Regions from separate parts of the Zea mays genome. Here regions 1 and 3 are each linked to region 2. A link is a contact called in public Hi-C data. All regions are on one chromosome and are shown on one strand. The core of a region is the stretch at or near the end of the contact, and the rest is flanking DNA. Distances in the headings are between cores, read along the strand shown. Region 1 holds the start of LOC100381615. Region 2 holds the start of LOC103630796 (protein phosphatase 2C 53). Region 3 holds the start of LOC100281241.

Evidence for each region. A called contact is a pair of places that touch in the nucleus more often than the background predicts.
Region 1: a contact with region 2 is called in a Hi-C map of leaf, with 6 times the contacts expected there. The contact joins the promoter of LOC100381615 here to the promoter of LOC103630796 in region 2. A contact is called at or near these places in 3 of 25 Hi-C or Micro-C datasets (ear, leaf and tassel).
Region 3: a Hi-C map of bundle sheath shows a contact between it and region 2, with 3 times the contacts expected there. The contact joins the promoter of LOC100281241 here to the promoter of LOC103630796 in region 2. A contact is called at or near these places in 3 of 25 Hi-C or Micro-C datasets (bundle sheath, ear and endosperm).

What each region holds. Positions count from the first base shown.
Region 1 is chr6:178,357,954-178,360,787 of Zm-B73-REFERENCE-NAM-5.0, forward strand. It overlaps LOC100381615, which reads left to right and starts at 1,290. Exons shown (of 15, transcript NM_001361456.1): 1 at 1,290-1,485; 2 at 2,175-2,580; 3 at 2,681-2,834. The coding sequence starts at 1,365.
Region 2 is chr6:178,864,681-178,867,380 of Zm-B73-REFERENCE-NAM-5.0, forward strand. LOC103630796 (protein phosphatase 2C 53) reads left to right here and starts at 1,357. Exons shown (of 5, transcript XR_555236.4): 1 at 1,357-2,321; 2 at 2,408-2,700.
Region 3 is chr6:178,559,849-178,562,611 of Zm-B73-REFERENCE-NAM-5.0, forward strand. LOC100281241 reads right to left here and starts at 1,279. Exons shown (of 11, transcript NM_001154160.2): 1 at 1,039-1,279; 2 at 878-946; 3 at 635-762; 4 at 446-545. The coding sequence starts at 1,161.

The sequences.
Region 1 (2,834 bases), core at 40-2,539, 510 kb before region 2:
CCTTGAGACGACGTCCACACAGATTGTGAGGCCATCCAACCTCCGGATGCTCCTAAGCAAGCCGACCAAGAGGGTGCGCTACTATTGCCGCGAGTTCGATGACACGCTGATGGTGCCCGTGTTTGGCAGCCACTGAGCCACATGTATGCCATCCTCTTTTTTCTAGGTACCAATAGTTCTTGTGTTGTTATTGAACAAATCGACTAATCATGGTGAAACTCCAAAGTGTAAAAATTCGGTCAGCTGATTTTATTCTAGGTAAGATATGCAGTATTTTTTTTTCTATTTAAGCTAAAAATAGTATGCATCATTCGAAGCAGCGATGGCGGCAGCTGCGCGCGCAGGCAGGGTGCGCGACAGCTACTAGTTGGGAATTGGGATACATCGCATGTTGTTTTCTAGTCGAATGGTTTAAGCAAAACGGAAAATCTTAAAAGTCTAATAGCATCTCTAACAAGGTGACTTAGAACAATGCTCTAAAAATTAAAATACTACATGATTCAAAGTGTTCAGGGCACTCAAATGAATTATGCTCCAGCAGTTAAGACCTAGATCATATATATATTTTTTAAAGCGAAATATGTTATTAGGAAAGAAAATATTGAGAGCGATGCACAAAGCAAAGACATGACACTAGTTTGAGTGTAGCAAATTTGGGTCAATTCATGGAGTTAAGGATGGATCCACATACTTAATCAGATGTTAATTTTTTTGTCCTTTTTCTTTCATTGTGAACAAATAACATATAAAATTTGTTATGTAAAATTATTTTTTTGTTTTTAGTATTAGGCCTATTAATATCCATAAAAAGTAAACATCAAATTTGTTCTTTATTTTTTAAATAATTAATATAAAATTCGAATACAAATATATATTCGGATATTTTTCACCTTTATTATTGTAGTGAGAAAATAATGGACATAAAAATTATATAACTTTTTATCCTTGTAATTCATAATATTCTTAACAACACGATTAAAAATTAGCTTCAAATTATATGTATATCTATATTAAAATATTAGAGGAACATCCCTACATGGAGTGCTCTACATTTTTGACAAAAAGTTGTAAAATAAAACACTATTAAAGTTATTTTTTTATAAATTGAACCCTATATATGTAAAAACAGGACACTGGTTTAAGGGTCGTTGAAGATGCTCTAATAAACTGAAAAAAAACTGAAACTCTTGAGATTTTACACGGAAACGCCCCCGAAAGCGCCACCACCTGACCTGCCGCGGCCGTACCCCCCCCCCCCCCCCCCCCTTCCACGAGACAAAATCCAGAACCAGGCCGGCGGCCCACTCCCACCGCCGCGCCTACGCCTTCCCCCGCCCCCCGCGCGGAGGAGGGTGCCGCCGGCGATGGAGACGACGGCCGCGGGCGCGCCAAGAGCGCAGACGCTGCGGGACCTCGCGGAGGAGGGCAAGAAGCGGGGCGTCCTGCTCCTCGTCTTCGCCTTCGGGCTGGCCTTCCTCATGTCCCGTGAGTCCTCCGGAACCCGGATTTTCATATCTCTGCTAGTTCCCACCTTCGCTGCCCACAGTGGGATGGGCTCGTGCGCGTCGGCGATTCAGCCGATGCGGTTGTCGGTGTATGGTGCCGTGATTAGGGTTATGCTGCCTGCAGCCTGCCCATGGCTTAGTTTCCCAACTGGACTTCGTGGTTTCGGCAATTAACCCTTCCAGATAGGCGGCTGCTGACTTTTGAATTCGTTTGACTTGTTGCTGCAGTGTTCTAGTTCATTGCATTATCCAGTCGCTGCCGCACTAAACTAAGTTGCACGTTGTTTTCACCGCACATGACTGGTCGCTTGTACATGACAATTGTTTGCTCTGCTCAGTGTTTTTTTTGTCAGTGGTAGTTTGTTGCTGATCTCCTGCATACAATACAGTGCAAGTCATGTTCTCAATAGTATGGATTTCGTAGCTGAAATACATATCACTAATAGTCCTGCATCTCATCCTAGACTGCATGGTAGAGTCTACCGCCAAAGATGTCTAGCACGATGCATATCGGTTTAATTTGAGTGCTCAAATAGGCAGACTTTTGAAATGTGCTTCTTTGAATATTACTGCAGGGGGTTATGTTTTGAAACAAAATTTTATTGCGCACATACAAAATATTCCCCCCTTGATTATATTTTCGCTGAACATCATTTTGCCCTATTGCAGTTACGAGCTCGTCAGTTTGGTTTAATCTGCCATTTGCCATAGCTCTGATTGTTTTGTTCCGCTACATATCGCTTGATTATGGCCTTCGTAGAAAGAGCGTAACTAGAACAGATCATGCCAGTCATTCACTCGTCAAAACAAAAGGTACTGAGGTAAAGAAAGTCATTCATCAGACTGAAACGGATGGAAAAATAGATTGGAGGAGCAAGGTTAACTCGCCTCCAGTTGAAGCAGCATTCGAACAGTTCACAAGGCACCTTATCTCAGAATGGGTAACAGATCTGTGGTACTCGCGCGTAACACCTGACAAGGAAGGTCCAGAGGAACTCATCGATGTAGTCAATACTGTCCTTGGGGAGATTTCAGTTCGGGCAAGAAATGTTAACCTTATCAATCTGCTGATCAGGTAGAAAATCTTGTTTTTGTGCAATAAATAAAAACATAGATGACACAATGTTTTCAGAACATTAGACTTCTAATACTAAAGCATTCCCTGTGTTTTCCAGGGATTTGGTCGATCTTATATGCAATAATTTGGAACTTTATCATTTCTGTCAAGCCAAGATTGGAAGAGAGAAGTTTGTGGGCCTTCCTTCAGAGCGTCGTGATGCTGAACTGAAAATGATCCTTTTAGCTGAAAACAAGTTGCATCCTGCTTTA
Region 2 (2,700 bases), core at 107-2,606:
GCAGTCGACCGTTGAATCTGACCGTTACCTAGACTGTCTGGGGCACACCGGACAATCCGATGCTACAACCCGAGAGCGCCTGTTGTGGGCCTCTCTGCGCAGACTGTCCGGGTGTCCCACCAGATAGTCCGGTGCACACCGGGCAGGTACTGTTCACTCTCCGGTGCACCACCAGTGCGCTGGCTGACTACCCACTTCATGCATTTCTTCGCTGATTCTTTAGGCTTCTTTTGTTCTTGAGTCTTGGACTTCTAAGCTATTTTTATGTCTTCTTTTGAAGTGTTGCGTTATCAATGTCTTAGTCCAATCCTTTTCGCATCTTGTGAACTAAAAACATAAACACTAGCAAACGCATTAGTCCACACGTTATGTTGATCATCAAACACCAAAACCTTTTGAGCCAAATGGCCCGAGGTCCATTTCCTTACATGTATAATGTACGTATACTGACTTGTGGGCCCCATAAAACTAGAGGCCCAGAGCGACCGTCCGATTCCCCCTAGGGCCGGCGATGTTTCAGACTTAGGATCCGAACTAGTATTTGGGTAGTTCGGGTTTGGATAACGAGTATCGAGTTTTTTTGTCTACCGCTTTTTGCATGTTACTTGAATGAAACTGTCTCAACCAAGATTTGTGGCATTTTGAAAACATAAATATGAAACCTACCGGTGTGAATGGCCTAAGCCTTAGGGTGTGTTTGGTTGAATGTACATGGAGGGATGGAAGAGGGTAGCCACAGTTTCAATAGTGTTTGGATGAGAGTCGCGTAGGGGCGAGGTGAACACCGGAGTAGTTTTTGGTGGCGGCGTGATCCAAAAAATCGAGTGAACGGTGTTACCTCCGCCTTATCCCACTTTAACCTCAAACCAAACACATCCTTACTAACTTAAGATTTATACAGTGAAGTACACGGGTACGTTTCTCAAGAAAATGGTAAATTGTAGAACAGGAGGAGCTATCTAGGGGTAATTTTGGTTGGTTGATTGCAAGACGGTTAGACATGGAAGCCAGGCCCACGTCGTAACTGTCTATCTGTCGGCCACTGCCGTCGTGCTTCCCGTCCGTTCCCGACTAATCATTGGCCCATCACAGACGGGAGGGCCCAGCCCAGATGCTTGCCTGCCTCTGGGGGTGTTTGGTTTCTAGGGACTAATGTTTAGTCCCTTCATTTTATTCCTTTTTAGTGTATAAATTGCTAAATATAGAAACTAAAATAAAGTTTTAGTTTCTATATTTGGCAATTTTGGAACTAAAATGGAATAAAATCTAGGGACTAAACATTAGTCCCTAGAAACCAAACACCCCATCTGTCTGGCTCAACGCCCAGACGTCACCACATGACGCCATGACATCATCATTTCTTTCACAAATCAATCATCACCCTCCCTTCCCCAAAAGATTTTGGAAGCACACGCCACTGCGAGGTGGGCCTCTTCCCGTCCCCGTCTCTGCCTGCCCAGCCAACAGCCATTCCTCTCCTCCAGTCCTCCTCGCATCACTCGACTCGACTCGACTCGCTCGCTCCACCGACCACCGTGCGCCCGCGGGCGGCGCGGCTTTGCTCCACTCCACTCGCGCCGGGGCGGTTTCCGTCGCCGCCAGGGCACCGCCCGTGACACCCTGATCTCCCTTCACCTACTCGTGGATTCGATCCCATCCAGCCCGTCCCGTCCCTCTCCCACCCTTTCCAGATCTGCCTGCGAGCCCCCGCCACGCACCCTCATGACCACCACTACCCCCCGACGCGCATCACGCGAGGGGAGCGTCACTACTGCTGCCGCCGCCAATGGCTCTCTGCCCTGACCGAGCCCATGGACGACCTCACCGTGGGGGGCCTCGCGCTCTTCGCCGCCGTCGCTGACTTCATAGACGACTCCGCTCCCGCGATGCCGCAGCCAGCGGCGGCCAGCACCGCGCACGAGCCCGAGCCCGAGCCCGGGAGCCCCTGCTCAGTCGCCAGCGACTGCAGCAGCGTCGCCACCGCCGACTTCGAGGGATTTGCCGACCTCGGCTCCGCGCTCGTGCTCGACGACCTCGTCTCCTCCGCCTCCACCTCCGCCAGCTCTGCCTCCGGGCCCAGGGCCGCCGCCGCCGCTCCCGCCAGGAGCGTCTTCGCGCTCGACTGCGTGCCGCGCTGGGGGCTCCAGTCCGTGTGCGGCCGCCGACCCGAGATGGAGGACGCCGCCCGCGTGCTGCCAACCTTCTTCCACGTCCCGCTCTGGATGCTCGCCGGCGACGCGCCCGTCGACGGCCTCGACCGGGCGTCCTTCCGCCTCCCCGCGCACTTCTTCGGCGTCTACGACGGACACGGCGGCCTCCAGGTTGCGCGCGCGATTCGATTCACCACCACCTGCGTAGCACTCGATTATTGCTCGAGCTCCCTGATCAATGAATCCCGCTGCTGCAGGTCGCCAACTACTGCCGGGAGAGAATCCACGAGGTACTGGCAGAGGAGCTCACCAAGGCAGAGGAGGCCGCGTCCGACGCTGACCTGGGTGGCCTCGACCCTAACACTCAGAAGCACTGGGAGAAGGCCTTTGTGGGCTGCTTCAGCCGTGTTGATGCAGAGGTGGGAGGAGACGCGGCGACCGAAGCCAAGCCTGTGGCTCCAGACACCGTGGGCTCAACAGCGGTGGTTGCGCTTGTCTGCTCATCGCATGTCATCGTTGCCAACTGTGGCGACTCGCGAGCGGTGCTCTG
Region 3 (2,763 bases), core at 29-2,528, 300 kb before region 2:
CACAAATCTGTATCAGAAGCACGTGACAACTATATGCTAGGACAAGTGGAAGTAGATCTAATAGTCAAACAAACAGTGGTTAGAACAATGTAGTGATAACGTTGAATTGACATGAAAGAAGGCAAAAATCCCCTAGAATATCTTGGCAACTGTACTGAGCTCCTTCGTAATGTACACGTCTAAGTATAAAACATGGCCTCTTATTATACATATATGAATATGGTTGCATGTATTTCAGTTGTGAAGCCTGAAGAGCAACCATAGCTCCTCAATTCCAACCAGGACTGCAACAGTAGCAAATAAAATACCCGTGAGTCTAGCATCTAGCTAATGAGTTGATGTTGCTATACCAGCGATAAACTGGGGCAGGCCGGGACAGGACACAAAAAAGGATAGGCAGAGAGGAGCGGAGTTGTGTAATAAGACTTAAGACGTGCAATCAAACCTTCATATCATCCTCAATCTTGGCAACCTGTGACTGGATGCTGCCAACAATCTCCTTGAGCGGAGACATTGTGGGGTATTTGCCCTCATCCCACACGAACCTGAACGCGGAGCCAACACAAAAGGTTGGTTTTAGGCGTCCGATCAGCTGGGCAGCCTGGGCTGGACAGATAGCAGTTAGGCAGCAGACCTGGTGAGGTAGGTGTCGACAGGAACGCCATCGACGGTGAGGGTCCCACTCTCGACCCCTCCGGCGCGCTCGAGGTCCTCGATCTGCCTCCGGATCTTGTGTGACACGCCCTCCACGAAAACATTGGACTGCGGGCAGGGTATAGATGGCATCGAATCAGAGGCTAGTGCTCGGGGCAGCAGACGTTAGAGGTGGGAAAACGGAGATCGAGATCGTGCGGGAAGCAAAGGCGGCGGGGGGAACCTTGACGAGGTCGTCGCTGAGGGCGAGAAGCGAGTCGAGGGTGCCGACGCGGAGATCCGGGACGTTGAACTGCGCAGATGGCGGATACGGTGAGGCGACGCGAGAACTAAATTCCGGCGGGAGAGTGAGAGGGAGAGGGGTCGGAAAAGGGGATCTCTTACGCGGTAGAGCGGAGTGTCGAAGGAGTGGCGGGAGATGGAGTCCTGGAGGCGAGACCACAGGGAGCTTGCGATGGCGCCAGGTGACTGCACGGGCAGAGACACGATCCAGTAGCGTGTCGCCATGGGCGCTGGCGGTGAGACTCGGGGGAGGAGGCGCTGGTTTGGTTCGTGTGATCTGGTTGACGCAGGAGCTCGCGGCTTCGCAATGGAGGAGACGGACACCCGCACGGCCGCACCGCACGGATCAGAATTCAGAGGAGCAGGACATGTCGGCTTCTGTGTGGGGCTGACGTGTCTTTTAGCAGTGAGTAACGAGTTCGAAATTAGAGAGCTGGAATCGGCTTTGGTTCACTTAAACCAGACTCGTTGCAAAAAAATTGTGATTCCAACTAAATGAGTTAGTTTAATTTAGAATCGTTTCCTACTCAAATACTTCAAATTTTTATCATTCATGTTACTAAGCTATCATATTCAACAGTTGTTTTAACTAAATTACTACTATTGTCAACTCGCTTCAACTTTCTCAGAACTTATGGTCAGAGTCGGATTTTTAGTAATTTACAGTTGAACCAAACAGACCCTAAAATATAGTCGAGTGATCAGATAGACATATTTGATGTGCTAGGCCAATTAATTAACTTTGCAATCATAGCCTAAACCCATGATCATTTGTGTTGATGATCATAGTAGACACAAAGAACTCTTTGTTTGGAAGAAAAACTCGCTAGAGATTTTTATCTCAACCATGATACATCCTAGTTTTCTTAATGGTTCTTTAACGATGTCTAGCGCTCAATAGCTTCAGAACCCCAAAAAACACCTGAAACCCGCGAACAACGGTGGAAACGAGAAAACTCGTGTTTGAAGAGCTGAAACAAGTTGGAAACATATTCTACAAAGTGAGGTACATCTTTGAAGCTTTAACATTGCCTTAGAATGTCTGGCACTCTATTTGTCGGCGTTTTGGACCCGCGAGGACCCTCAACCGATTAGTGAATTTGACGTTGCGTGTCCCTGTCCAGATGGGTAGATGCAAGATGGAACACAAGGGGAGGATGAGGCTTATATTATCTTGCACCGGGGTGCTCGTAGTAGGGGTTACAAGCGTTGCGAGAGAGAGAGGGTGCGCCCTTGAGGTGAGTCGTCTGAGTTAGCCTTCTCTGCGTTTTCTCTCCTTCTCTGCCTGCCTCCTTTGGGAAGGCCCTGGACATCCCTTTTATAGATACAAGGAGATGGTCCAGCTGTACATGTGGGTGTAGCTATGTGCTAACGTGGCCGGCGGAGAAGTACTTGAGCCCTGTAGAAGCGCAGCTGGCGGTGCGGCCTGGGTCTTGCTGACGTTTCTTTGCCTTCGTAGGGAGCTTGAGAACAATCGACGTCATGGACGCATGCAGGGAACCATCATTACCTGTTGCCGGAGTAATCTAGATGGGACACCGGTCTTGTTCCTTCGTAGCCTAAGGCAGCTAGCTAGGGGTAGGGTAATGATGTATCCCCTGTGGCGTAGTCGGTCCGAGGCCAAGGTCGGGCGAGGCGGTGACTTCTCTTGAGGCCGAGGCTGAGGTCGGGCGAGGTTGTGACTCCTCCCGAGGCCGAGGCTGAGGCCGAGGCCTGGGGTCGGGCGAGGCGGAGCTCCCTGTTGCGCACGAGGCTGAACTCGGGGGAGGTCGTGACTTATTGTCGTTAGTTTTACCCTGGTGGTTGGCACAGTAGTCGGAACGGGGT